2 separate regions of the Drosophila melanogaster genome follow, and region 1 is linked to region 2. A link is a contact called in public HiChIP or PLAC-seq data. All regions are on one chromosome and are shown on one strand. The core of a region is the stretch at or near the end of the contact, and the rest is flanking DNA. Distances in the headings are between cores, read along the strand shown. Region 1 overlaps Mnr (Membrane-bound Notch regulator). Region 2 has its middle 12 kb from the start of lncRNA:CR45506.

Evidence for each region. HiChIP or PLAC-seq counts read pairs in DNA pulled down with a chosen protein or histone mark.
Region 1: a contact with region 2 is called in a CP190 HiChIP or PLAC-seq map of the Kc167 cell line, with 4 times the contacts expected there. The contact joins two enhancer-like sites. A contact is called at or near these places in 3 of 107 Hi-C or Micro-C datasets (the Kc167 cell line, the S2 cell line and wing imaginal disc) and 1 of 6 datasets of contacts at active chromatin or transcription factors (the Kc167 cell line).

The regions. Positions count from the first base shown.
Region 1 is chrX:21,260,712-21,266,462 of dm6, forward strand. All of the region lies in intron 2 of Mnr (Membrane-bound Notch regulator), which reads right to left. Among named protein-coding and RNA genes, the nearest start is that of CG1722, 12 kb to the left of the region's middle. Within about 2 kb of position 3,255, at least 13 of the 39 cell types and tissues checked have an H3K27ac peak or open chromatin away from gene starts, as enhancers often do. A contact at or near this core is called in the Kc167 cell line, where this site is marked.
Region 2 is chrX:21,172,661-21,178,848 of dm6, forward strand. No RefSeq gene overlaps it. Among named protein-coding and RNA genes, the nearest start is that of lncRNA:CR45506, 12 kb to the right of the region's middle. Within about 2 kb of position 2,446, at least 31 of the 39 cell types and tissues checked have an H3K27ac peak or open chromatin away from gene starts, as enhancers often do. A contact at or near this core is called in the Kc167 cell line, where this site is marked.

The DNA.
Region 1 (5,751 bases), core at 2,005-4,504, 89 kb after region 2:
CGCCATCTTACCCCCTGTTTTCCCCCTGTTTTCCCCCTATTTTCCGCACCCCGCCCACTCACGCCTCAGCAGTTTGTCCCTCAACTAATCCGCCTCAAAATTTATTTGCTTAATTTCATTTGTTGGCTGCAACTTTTCGGGGGTCAGAGGACAAGAACTGAACTGAAGCGGAGCTTTGCGGACGTGCGGTAATGTTTTGGCTTAAGCTCTCTTCTTCTTTCACCTTCCACCTTCCACCTTCCACCCGTCTCTTTCGCAGCCCTCATCGCTCTCTCTCTCTCTTTCGCATTTTCCCCAACTGGTCAGTGGCCAAAAACCAACATAAATATTCAGTGCCAGTGTATAAATCAGGTCTGCATTCGCCAGTGGAGCACAAGAGATTTCTTATGTAACAATGGATCGAGGAAGTACAATAGTACTCAAGATCACCAAACATTATTATTATTAATTTAAAATTTATAATTAATTAATTTACATTAGCTTAGCTCAACTCTCAAATAATACCGTATTCTCGTTCTTCGCCACGAAAAAGCTTTCAACGGTGCCTTAAATTTCGCTTACACATCGTACAGTTTCCATTTTCCTGGTGAAATACTGAAATTTTCATTTCATTGCCATGCGCCCGCCTAAAACTATTTTCGCCCAACGGAGGATCCTCGCTGGCAGAGACATGGGAACGCATCTTCATTATTTAATTTTCCGCGCATCGGCGGCAGCTTCGGCCTCGCGGAAAACCCTCGGAAAAGTCCTTGCGAAAATTCCTGCCTTCGTTTCAATTAATTTTCGCGACATTGATGCGCCGTGGCAGCCCGTAGAAGCTGCTACCCCAGCGAAGATGTGTGCTGTCCTCTCTCCCGTAATTTCAGCCAGTCCCCTGCGTTTCCCGCTGCAATTTTCCCAGTCCTGCTGAATTTTCCCAGCCCCCTTTTGAGATTGCCGCAAAAACTCCTTGACGCCCGCGTTTGTTGCCATCGCAAGCTTAAAACATTTTTGCCCGGCGCGTTTTTAATTAATTTAAAGTTATTTTGCCTGTCGCCAGCCACTCCCCCTTTTCGTATACGCCTTTATTAAATCCGTCGGCATTGCGTTTTAATTGAAATCTGCTTGTTGCTCAATAAATTTACATAAATATCGTAATGGCTTCAAAGAGACAGAGAGAGAGAGAGAGAGAGAGAGTGAGAGAGTGAGAGAGACCGGCTGTTTGATGCGGGAAAATGCCGAGGATTCCGGACTATCTTCCATGATTTCTGATTAGCCCGCTCAACGGCAGGATCCGCAAGTTTTTGGGGGCAGGGATAGATGCAATATCCGCAGACGGGAATCCCCAGCTACTCCGGCGGCAGCAGCTGCATCTGGCATAATTAATATTTCCTCTCGCCTCCGGTGAAATGCGAAATGGAAAATTGGGGGGGAAATTCAGACGGAGTTGGCAGGACCAACAGAAATAAGCTTTTTTCAAATGCTTCAATTGCAGCCTAACTTTCAAAAATATATTCGAATAAAACCTAAGCTTTGGTTAAAATCATATTCACCATCGCACTAATTTTATAGTAAGTATATTACGGCTTTAAATATTTCGATTTAGATACAAGAACATTTTTAAGCAGCGTCTCTTAGCTTAATGTAGTTTTCACTGGAGAAAAACTTAAGCATAGATTAATCAACGCGCACTCCTTGCACATTTCTCGGCTCAAGTTGACTTAGAAGTTCATTTGCGAACTCACTTCAACTTGGGGGATACGAACCATTTGCCTATTTCGAAATGAAAGTTTTGAACATCCGAACACGAGTTTTCCATTTCGGACTTGCACAAATCTGAGTTCGGATCAGTTTATACAAATTTTATTCGGTTTGTTTTTTTCCAGTTTTCCGTTTTCTGTGCTCTTTTGCCGGCCTCTCTATTTGTGTTTATGTGTATTTCTGTGTTGCTGTGTATTTGTTTGTCTGCTTGTTTGTTTGTTTGTTTGATGTCAACATGGCCTAGGCATATGAGCAGCAGCAACTGGAGCTGTGCACTGCCAAGTGGCAAGTGCATCCTGGCATGTCCTCCTCTAAATTCAGGGCCCCATTCCGGCTCCCTCTGCCTTCATTAGCCTTTGGCAGCAAGTCAGAGGCGCCCTGTATTTACCAGTACGAGTATCTGTGTGTAACTACTGTGCATCTGTGTGCGCTCAACAAAGACCCTTTTGTGCGATACACAGCCGCACCACTACACGTACATACATCGCATCTATGCTGCCGTAGTGCCTCATAGCCGCACGGACATGGCATTGACTTTTGTCTCGTCCTGCGAGCCAGAATTGTTGCCATTTTCTATTGATTGCCCTGTAGCAGCTTTAACTGCAGCCTATGCAATCGCAGAGGTAAGACCACGATCTATGGAAAACAGGGCTCGATGCTTATTTAATTAAATTAATTAATTAATTAGTTAAGGGGCATGGGATCCCAAAACGATTATTATTGATTGGCACAGAAATACACCGTGTGTACGCTGTACTTTAATGAAAGAAGAAATGAAAATCAGAATACATATTCTTTTACGTCATATTCGTCAGACTGAGATCGCGTTTTTTTTTTTCGATAGAAATACTTTGCCCTTTAACCTTTAGTTTCGCTATTGAATTTGATAACATGTTTGTATTCAAATGGTACCACGTGATGTTTTGATTCAATTCAATTATTATACTTGACATAACGGCAATATATCCACACAATGAAGTTTTAGAGTCAAGTACCGCGACTATTAGATACGCGTTACTCAAAATGCAAAGAAAGTTGAGATATACAACAAGCAGCAAATCGAACTACTGTGTTGGATGCATTTCTTTTCGCTTACTCCGCGCTCTTTCAAGGGATCTAGGTTAACTCTACTCTTCGAGTGAAGAGTATAGCATTGGTTTTTCGCAATTTAAAAAACTGTATTAGCTGTATTAGAACATTATCAGCTTAGAAAAAGTCAAGCTCTAGCTGGGCAAGGCAAGGCATCAGCTTTTATTTAATAAATAAAGTTCTACTCCATTTCCTGGCCTGCCATTTGTGTTTGTATAGGTTTAACTGTGGCTGACAGCTCGCTGTTTGCATGTGTGTGGGTATGTATGGTGTGCGGGTGTCTGTGAGTGGGCTTTGCATTAAAGTCATCACAAGGCAATCTAATTTGAAGAAAGCGCCGCAAAGTCTGCAACAGAAGGCAGCAGCACATGCAATGCCAACTCGCATGTCACCCGACGAATTTCGGCGAGGAATGAGAGGAATGTCGCGGGAAAGGTCGTGAAGGAGGGGAGCCGGGAAAAGGCAGGGAAACGCGGCGGCAACGCTAAGGCCCGAATGGCGGCGATGCCACACACGTTTAAACATAATAATTCTCAATTTCGTCAGCGATATCAATGGCAGCGGCAGCAGCAGCAGCGCGACAGGAAAAGCATGCACACATCAACATAAACTGGCGTTTTTTGTTTGAAATTGAGCACACGAGCACCCGAAAAAATAGAGTCTAACTTATTCGCATAGCAGTGGTCACAATAATAGGAGCTGTACGTTGGAGTTGTCAATCAAAAAGGGGGAAAAAAACTTGTTCAAGCCAATAAAAAATTTTAGCATTTGTAGAAATCATTTCGAAGACAATGCCTCAAATCAAAAGCTGTGCACTTGAAATAGTGTTTCCCTATTATTATTATTCATTCATACATAAAAAGCGAGCCATAGCAGAAGGCGGAAAAAAAAAAAGAAAATCAAGCAAACGAAGAAAAATTCGGCGGCAAGAAAAACTCAAACGACATGCGGAAATCATGTCAGATGAAGCAGCAGCAGTCGCTGCAGTCGGAAAAAGTAAAATTACACACAGACTCCGGCAAAATATATGGAGGCCCACTCACACATATGCCAGCCCGCCATCCACATACACACACACACACACACACACTTATGCAGAGCGGAAACGGAAAGAGTTGTACATGTTTGATGGCAGGGCTGCAACTGCAACTGCAGTTTAGAGTGCGCATAGAGCGCAAACACTGTACGGTGGACTTTTACGGACAGACTTTTTGAAAATCCTTAAATTATTTCGCCCTTAACTTTGGGACTCACTAAATATCTCATTTGTACGCCATTATGAAGTTAGTTACTTTATATTAAAGCGCATTCAATGCCCTTGACGAGTAATCTTGTTTTTAAAATATCCATTATGTGCTTGACCCAATTGCCGACATAAGCACCCAGGAAATGTATCAGGTTCGTCCAGTATTTTGCTCAATTTTTCAGCTTTCACAAACATTCGATATGGCATCTGGAACAAAACCGCAAGCACCGCAGGGATTATCGAGCACAAACGGTTACATCCACACACACTCGAGGACATTAAAGTGCGCACTTGCACTGCAATTGATCCCACTGTGCGGCATTGTCATTACTATTTGCGCTCGTTTAGGGCTTCTGATGCTTCAGATGCTGCTCCGACTATAAGTGCATGGTAATGTTTTAAAAACGCGACACAGACGCCTGACGATAACAGCCAACGATTCGGTGAGGAGGGGAGGGGCGTGCAAAATTAAGGGGGGAAATCGTGGGGCGACGAAAACTGACGGGGCTGAAGAGCGGACGAACCGATGGGCGGACGAACCGATGGGCGGACGAACCGATGGGCGGATGGGGGCAACCCACAAGCAATGCCATATCAATTTTCAATTTCCAGCGAGCCAGCAACTGTCAGGGTGTCAGGGACAGAGGAACGGAACGAAACGGAACGGACCGACCAGACGGCCATTCAAGCCGACAGCTAATGCCTACACTGGCCGAAAAAGTGGCCAGCATTCGGGCTAGATTCCAGATTCCAGCCCTACGAATTCAGTAAAATTGATAAGAACACGATCATTAAATATTCGTTTACAAATTCCAAACGACTTCCGAATAAGTTTTCTAGAAATATATTTTTATTGTTGACAAATGTTCATTACGAAAAAAATTTCTTTCAATGTAAGTTGCACGCATCGCCAGCAAACTTCGGACAGACCAATGACCATTAGAGAAATATCCAAATCAACAATGAAATGCAATTTCTTCCATAGCAAGACAGGCTGCATTTGCAGGCAGCTCAACTATAAATTGCCCATTGTGTTGATTTGGGGAAAAGCAATGTTAAAATAAAAAGACAGCGCATCTACAGCATTTGGTGTGTAACTTTAAAAATGCTTTCTAAACAAAAAATATAGATGGGCAAGTCACTTTGAAATACCGTATTGCGATCATTATTTTTGCTACATATAATTATAAACGATTAAATTTATGTTTCATAATGTTTTCAAGTGTATAGTAAAATATAGTAAAATAAATATAGTGAGATCAGAAAAAAAAGAAGTAACTTCGTTATATAACCATTCAAAATGTACACTGATATATTATTCAAGAAAATGTCTTTAAAGACACGGCAGAATTTAATCAAATGATGGCCAGAAATCTCATATTCCCACGGCTGGTCCAGGGTATGTATGACCAAGTGTCTGGACAGTCGTTTATTGTCAACTCATTTGTTTTCGCTTGGCCCAATTTGGAGTTTGATTTATGTCAAAAATATTTTAATTTTATTGGCACAGCAGCATAGCCCAGGTGAGAGTGGCCCCAAAATGTAGTTGTCGTTGTGTTCGAGAGGATAACCCAAATTCTCTCTTGCACGCACACACACAAGCCAATGTGCACACACACACACACACCTATGTAGCTGTAGCTGTCTGTGTCCTTTCGTCCTTGCTGCATCTGTTT
Region 2 (6,188 bases), core at 1,196-3,695:
AACACCCCAGCTATTCCAGCTTGTGACGACCTTTTTGTTAGGACGAACTTTTTGCGTGACGACCGATGGATGCACTTCGTCTATTGAAGCCATCGAAGCTGGAGTACCTCAAGGAAGTGTGTTAGGCCCTACTCTATACTCCATCTTCTCCGCGGACATGCCCACCCAGACAGCAGTCACTGGATTAGATCGTAAAGATGAAGCTCAAAGAAGCTGGGGTCGGAAAAATCGAATTTTTGAAATTTGAAAGCTGGAATCGTTTGCCCATTTTTTGCCCATGTTTGCCCACCAATTAGTTTTTTTTGCCCACGTCCAGTTTTTGAGATATGAATTTTCGAAAAAGTTCGAAAATTTTCGAAAATCAAAAATTTCGCTTTTTTCAAATTTTTTTTTTTTTAAATCGCAATAACATCGTTTGCCCACGTTTGCCCACCCTTTCGAATTTTGAAAAAATTTATACTTTAGAAAATATAAGGCTTTTAAGTTTACCTCGGTCTAATCAGAGAGTAAATCGTTTGCCCATCTCTTAAAACCAAATATTATCAACAAAAAACGTTTGCCCAACCATTATTATTAGTTTTTATCGTTTGCCCACCCTTTAAAAAACCTTTAACAAAAATTTTTTTTCGATTGCCCACATTTAAAATATACCCAATTTCGGTTGCCCACCCTTTAAAATTTGTTTTTTTCGTTTGCCCACTCTTAAAACTAAATAATTTCGATTGCCCACCTTTTAAAACTAAATAATTTCGTTTGCCCATCCTTTAAAATTCATTTTTAACGTTTGCCCACCCTTTAAAAATAAATTATTTCGTTTGCCCACCCTTTAAAAATAAATTATTTCGTTTGCCCACCCTTTTTAAATAAATTATTTCGTTTGCCCACCCTTTAAAAATAAATTATTTCGTTTGCCCACCCTTTTTAAAGGGTGATAATATTTGGTTTTAAGAGATGGGCAAACGATTTACTCTCTGATTAGACCGAGGTAAACTTAAAAGCCTTATATTTTCTAAAGTATACATTTTTTCAAAATTCTAAAGGGTGGGCAAACGTGGGCAAACGATGTTATTGCGATTTAAAAAAAAAAAAATTTGAAAAAAGCGAAATTTTTGATTTTCGAAAATTTTCGAACTTTTTCGAAAATTCATATCTCAAAAACTGGACGTGGGCAAAAAAAACTAATTGGTGGGCAAAAAATGGGCAAACGATTCCAGCTTTCAAATTTCAAAAATTCGATTTTTCCGACCCCAGCTTCTTTGAGCTTAAAGATGACAGCATTATCGAGGCCTCGGACGCACTGCAAGAGTACTTGGACGCATTCCAGAATTGGGCAGAGTTGTTGAACATTTGCATTCATGCTGATAAATGTGCAAGCGTCACCTTCACAAAGCGCATAGGTAGTTGCCATTGTGTCTCACTTAAAGAAAGAGTGCTTGACCACATCATACTAGTATCTTGGAGTGATTTTAGATAGAAGTAAAATCATGGAAATCACGGAAATCATGTCACGGCGATAGAGCAGTCCTTTAAAAATAAGGTTTCTAAAATGTCCTGGTTAATTGCTGTCCGCAAAAAGCTTTCCCTCGTCAAAAAAGTTAAAATCATCAAGATCATATTAGCTTCTGGTCTATTATATACCATACAGGTGTATGGAATCGCTGCCAAAACGCACCTGAATAAAATTCGGGTTCTTTAGGCAAAAACTCGAAGGAAGATCACAGGCGCTCCTTGGTACATGAGGACCAGAGATATCGAACGTGATCTGAATGTGACAAAAATTGGAGACAGGATTTAGGAAATAGCGAAAAACTACAATGACAGACTAGAATCTCATCCTAATAGTCTAACTAGACGACTAAGTAAAGCCATCGGACAAGTACGAGAAGAAGATTGAAACTCCACCACCCCCAAGACCTGACTGACCGGGCCTTGACAAAAATCCTACTTAATTAAAATCTTCTAAATAATACTGCCTAAACATTCCATTTCTCTAATGCTCTTACTCATCTTTGTAAATAACTTAAATATTAAGAATCGTTAATGTTAATACCGATTAGACTAAGTTGCCTAAGAAGGGTAATAGTACGCTAGTCAATTAAATTAAATAATTTCGTTTTTAAAAAAAAAGAAGATCAATTGTGCTCGGCAACACACGCAGCTGAACAACTTGAAAAGGTGAAATTAGTTTTCGCCGCAATAGCCCATAGACAAGTCCAGAATACTGGCACATACAGTAAATAGTGACCCCCCAATCAATCAGTGAAATCATTGTGAAACCTAAACAATTTCAATAAAAAAAAATGACTGTAAATTTATTCGAGATGGGGCTCCGCTACCCAGCAGCCACGCGGTCGCACAAACAGTTGTTGTTGAGCTTAAAGCTTAAACTATCCCATGGTTCAAGTCTTGGCTAGAACCCTGGTGATTTAATGCATACTTCCAGGCTTGCCTGAAAATTGTTAAGTTCAGTTTTTGTGATCATCGTGTCGATCGCCTCTCTAGTGCTTAGAGTGTTGGCGTGTTCGGCAGGCATACCTTTGTCAATGTACGAGGCTTCGAGAGGCTTTCGCAAACTATCAACTTCGGTAGGTCGCTGTTTTACCCTTTTGTTATCCTACTTAGGATTATTATAGTGTCTAGCTAAAGCGTGCACCCACCAGTACAGGTTCCCTTGCCTTCCATCAATTTATTTCGATACACGTTACACTGCCAGGCCACCTTTCTTCAGGACGCGCGGTCCTTCGCTTCCGTCCTCTGCAGTTCTTCCTGCCTCTGCCTCTCTATTTTTGCGCCTGGTCCCTTGCCCGTTGAAGGGTCACGTGCATGGCCGGTCGCTGCTGCATCCGGATCCGGAGCGTTTAGGCGTCGTCATATTCCCTCCGTGCTGCCAAGCGGTCGGGCTGCGGGGTCCTTATAGCCTCCAGCCTGCGGAGCCTGACATTCGCGTCCGCCATGACGCCACACGCAGGATCCGGTCTGCAGTCGGGCCCTGCCCAGCCTCCATCTCCATTTTTGGAGTGCTGCTTGCCCAGTACCAAGAAGAGCGCGCATTAGAACGACGTTGTTTTTATAACCGATACTTGTATAGTAAAAGGGTATTAGATTCGTTGAAAAGTATGTAAAAGGCAGGAAGGAAGTATATATATCTTGATCAGGATGTCCGTATGAACGTCGAGATTTCAGGAACTAGAAGGTTGAGATTCAACATACAGATTCTAGAGTCAAAAAGACGCAGCGCAAGCCCAGTGTTACCACTCCCACTCTAACGCTCACAAACCGCACTAAGCTGCCACGCCGGCACTTTTAAAAAATGTTTTGATATTTTTTGACATTTATATTAGTATCGCAAATTTTAGTGAGATTCCATGTAAGTATTTGTTGGATTATAAAGAAGACCACAACGTTTGGTTGCTTGAGAGAGACTGAGTTTATTTCATAGTATGTTCGTATGTAACTTAAACAGAGTTGCAAGGAAGTTTTTTTCCTTTCATATACATTTTTTATTGCCAAATCAACACTCCTCCTCAATGCTTATATGTATTAGAGAGCTGTGCATAACACCATTCCCTTTCTTTTGCAATTAGAGTATTCATTCGTTTTACTGCGTATTTAGAATACATGCCATTCAGTTGGACCCGTTCTCTTTGCGTTCACTTCGTATGTATTCGGACTTTTAGGCGTCCGATCGAAATGAACTAACTAAATGTGTTCAAAGAATGAATGAAGCGAATGAATTTTCAATGGTAATTCAGAGTACTCTGAATTCAATGAATGTTGTCATTGGGTAAAATGAGTTCGTACAGCTCGCAGGTAAGTCAAATTTTGTGTTTTATTATGTTTATGTGTATTATTATGTGCGTGTGCGTCTTATTTAATAATATTGTAGCATTTGTCAAAAATGCATATATACATAAATTATTTAACGATATTGTCAAACTGTCCATGTGTTGTCAATTACAAATATTTAAAATAGAATAGTAATAAAAATATTAGAATCGTTCGTATAGCTAACGTCAGGCGACCTATTGTTTATCGAGGCTTGGTGGAACGATCATAAAAATATGTTCCCAAACTTATATAAAACCAGTTGCAACATTTTTTGCATACCAGGAAAAAGCGCTGCCTCTGAAAGAGCATTTTCAGACGTTCGAAATTTAATAACAGACAAACGTTCTGCCATCTCTCTAAATTCAGAGAATATTAATAAAATAATGTTTCTTCATAATAATATTGAAAATTAAAAATTAGTTTATTTATAAAATAAGAATATAATGTATAATCATTTAAGTAAAATTAAATAATAATATAAAAACACTAACTCAGCCATAACTGTCTTTTATTGAAACTAACACGCACATAGTATGTGCGTATGTGCACATACGCAGACAAGACATTCGAATCACCCATTCACTTTACTCGGACTTCACTTCGTTCGTTTCAGAATGTGCCGATCGAATTGAATGAATTGAAGTCGGCAACGATCGCGTATAAATGGACGATCATTTGCGAAACGAGCCGAATTCACTTTGTTCATTTCAGCACGACTGTTGTTTTGAATGGTTTGAATGGTGTTATGCAGTCCTCTAATACATATGTATACAATTATTTTAATCCGAGCAATACAATACATTTAAAATGGTTTACTTTTGACAAACTATTTGTCAATAATTCTGCTATCATATTATTATTATCATTTATTATTCGACTTACGGTAGGAATATTAAAATCTTATAAAGATACCACGGACGTTAGGTCCGCAGGTGGCATGCACGATTCATAATGCCCCTGTGGTATTATGCCTACGTACTCAATCAAAAACTTCCGTGTGCTCTTTAGTCCTTGTACGCTCACCGAGATTGCCAGTCCAGGTATGACTTCGATGAGTAGGATGTGTGGCCAGGTCGCACTCCCTTCCTTCAGTGTAGGCCATGATGACTCCTCCTTCCACCCTTTAATCGCCTTTTACGACAAGCCGGGAACGCTGAGGTAGTATTCTTCACCCGCCACCACACAGGATACCTGTTTGGGCAGAGCCACCCACTCTTTTGACCATCTCGTCTGATCGGACTCGCTTCATCATATTAATGATTAGGCTGTGTCCCAGCTCCCATGCCTCGCTGTTCGACATCATGGCGAACCTAAGAGCGTTCTTAGCTGCTCCCTTTCCACCCCGCAAACATGGAGCAGTGCATTAGCACAGTGCGTCATCCCCCATTAGGCCGAGAGCCTTGATCTTCAGATCAATTGGGGACAAGCCTGCCAGAGCTAGTGCCGCGTCTTCGGATATAGCCTTGAATCCTCTAATGAGCCTGAGGGCCATGGACCGCTCCTTTCAGGTATGAACCCCTGCAGGCGTAAGAATTTACAGGCGTAAATCATAGAGTTTCCGTAGGAATCCTAAAAATTAAAGTGTGAACAGGTTTGGAAGGCAATCCGACCCACCCCATCGCCGAAAAATCGAAGGCACCCGAGGATTCCTTTCGCCAATATTCCTAACATAGTAGAAAAGTGAGATCCCGAATCACCCGCAAGTGTCGAGAATTATTTATACCTCTGCTTCTCTTTCTTAGTCAACCATTACAACTTGCTGTATACCAGTTTTATTAAAACATAAAATGTCGGTTCTAAGGAAGACCATATCAAGTAACTGCGATAGGAATTATATTTTATTACTCGAAGGGTATATGAGCTTCGGCTTGCCGTTAGCTTCCTTTCTTGGTCTCATTGATTTTTCTGCTCCCCATTTGACGCTTTTACAGCAGCCCACCGTTATTCGAGTTTCACGGATACTGAGCAATCAATGTCAACTAGGGGACTTTGGAATCCCCTAACCCTCGGCCACGCCTCCTGTCGTATCACCTCCTTTGGCGGGCCTAAGACGCCACTCAATCACACCCCCAACTCGCGGAAATGCCCAAGAATATTTGAAATATTTTTTTTTTTTTTGGTCGCTATAGCATGTTGGCGTGGCATAAGCTTGCTTACTTATCATAAGGAACAGTTACAGTTAAATTTAAGTGACTGCCATTGTACATGCATACATACGTAACCCAGAAACTCCCCCTTTTCGCCTCAGCCACTTTCATACGATTTTGTCAATTTCGTTTTACGCGCAGCGACTTTTAAACATAAAGGAAGCATCCTTTGGCTCCTCCCCTTCCGCTCCCTTCCCCTGCCCCTGCCCCTTT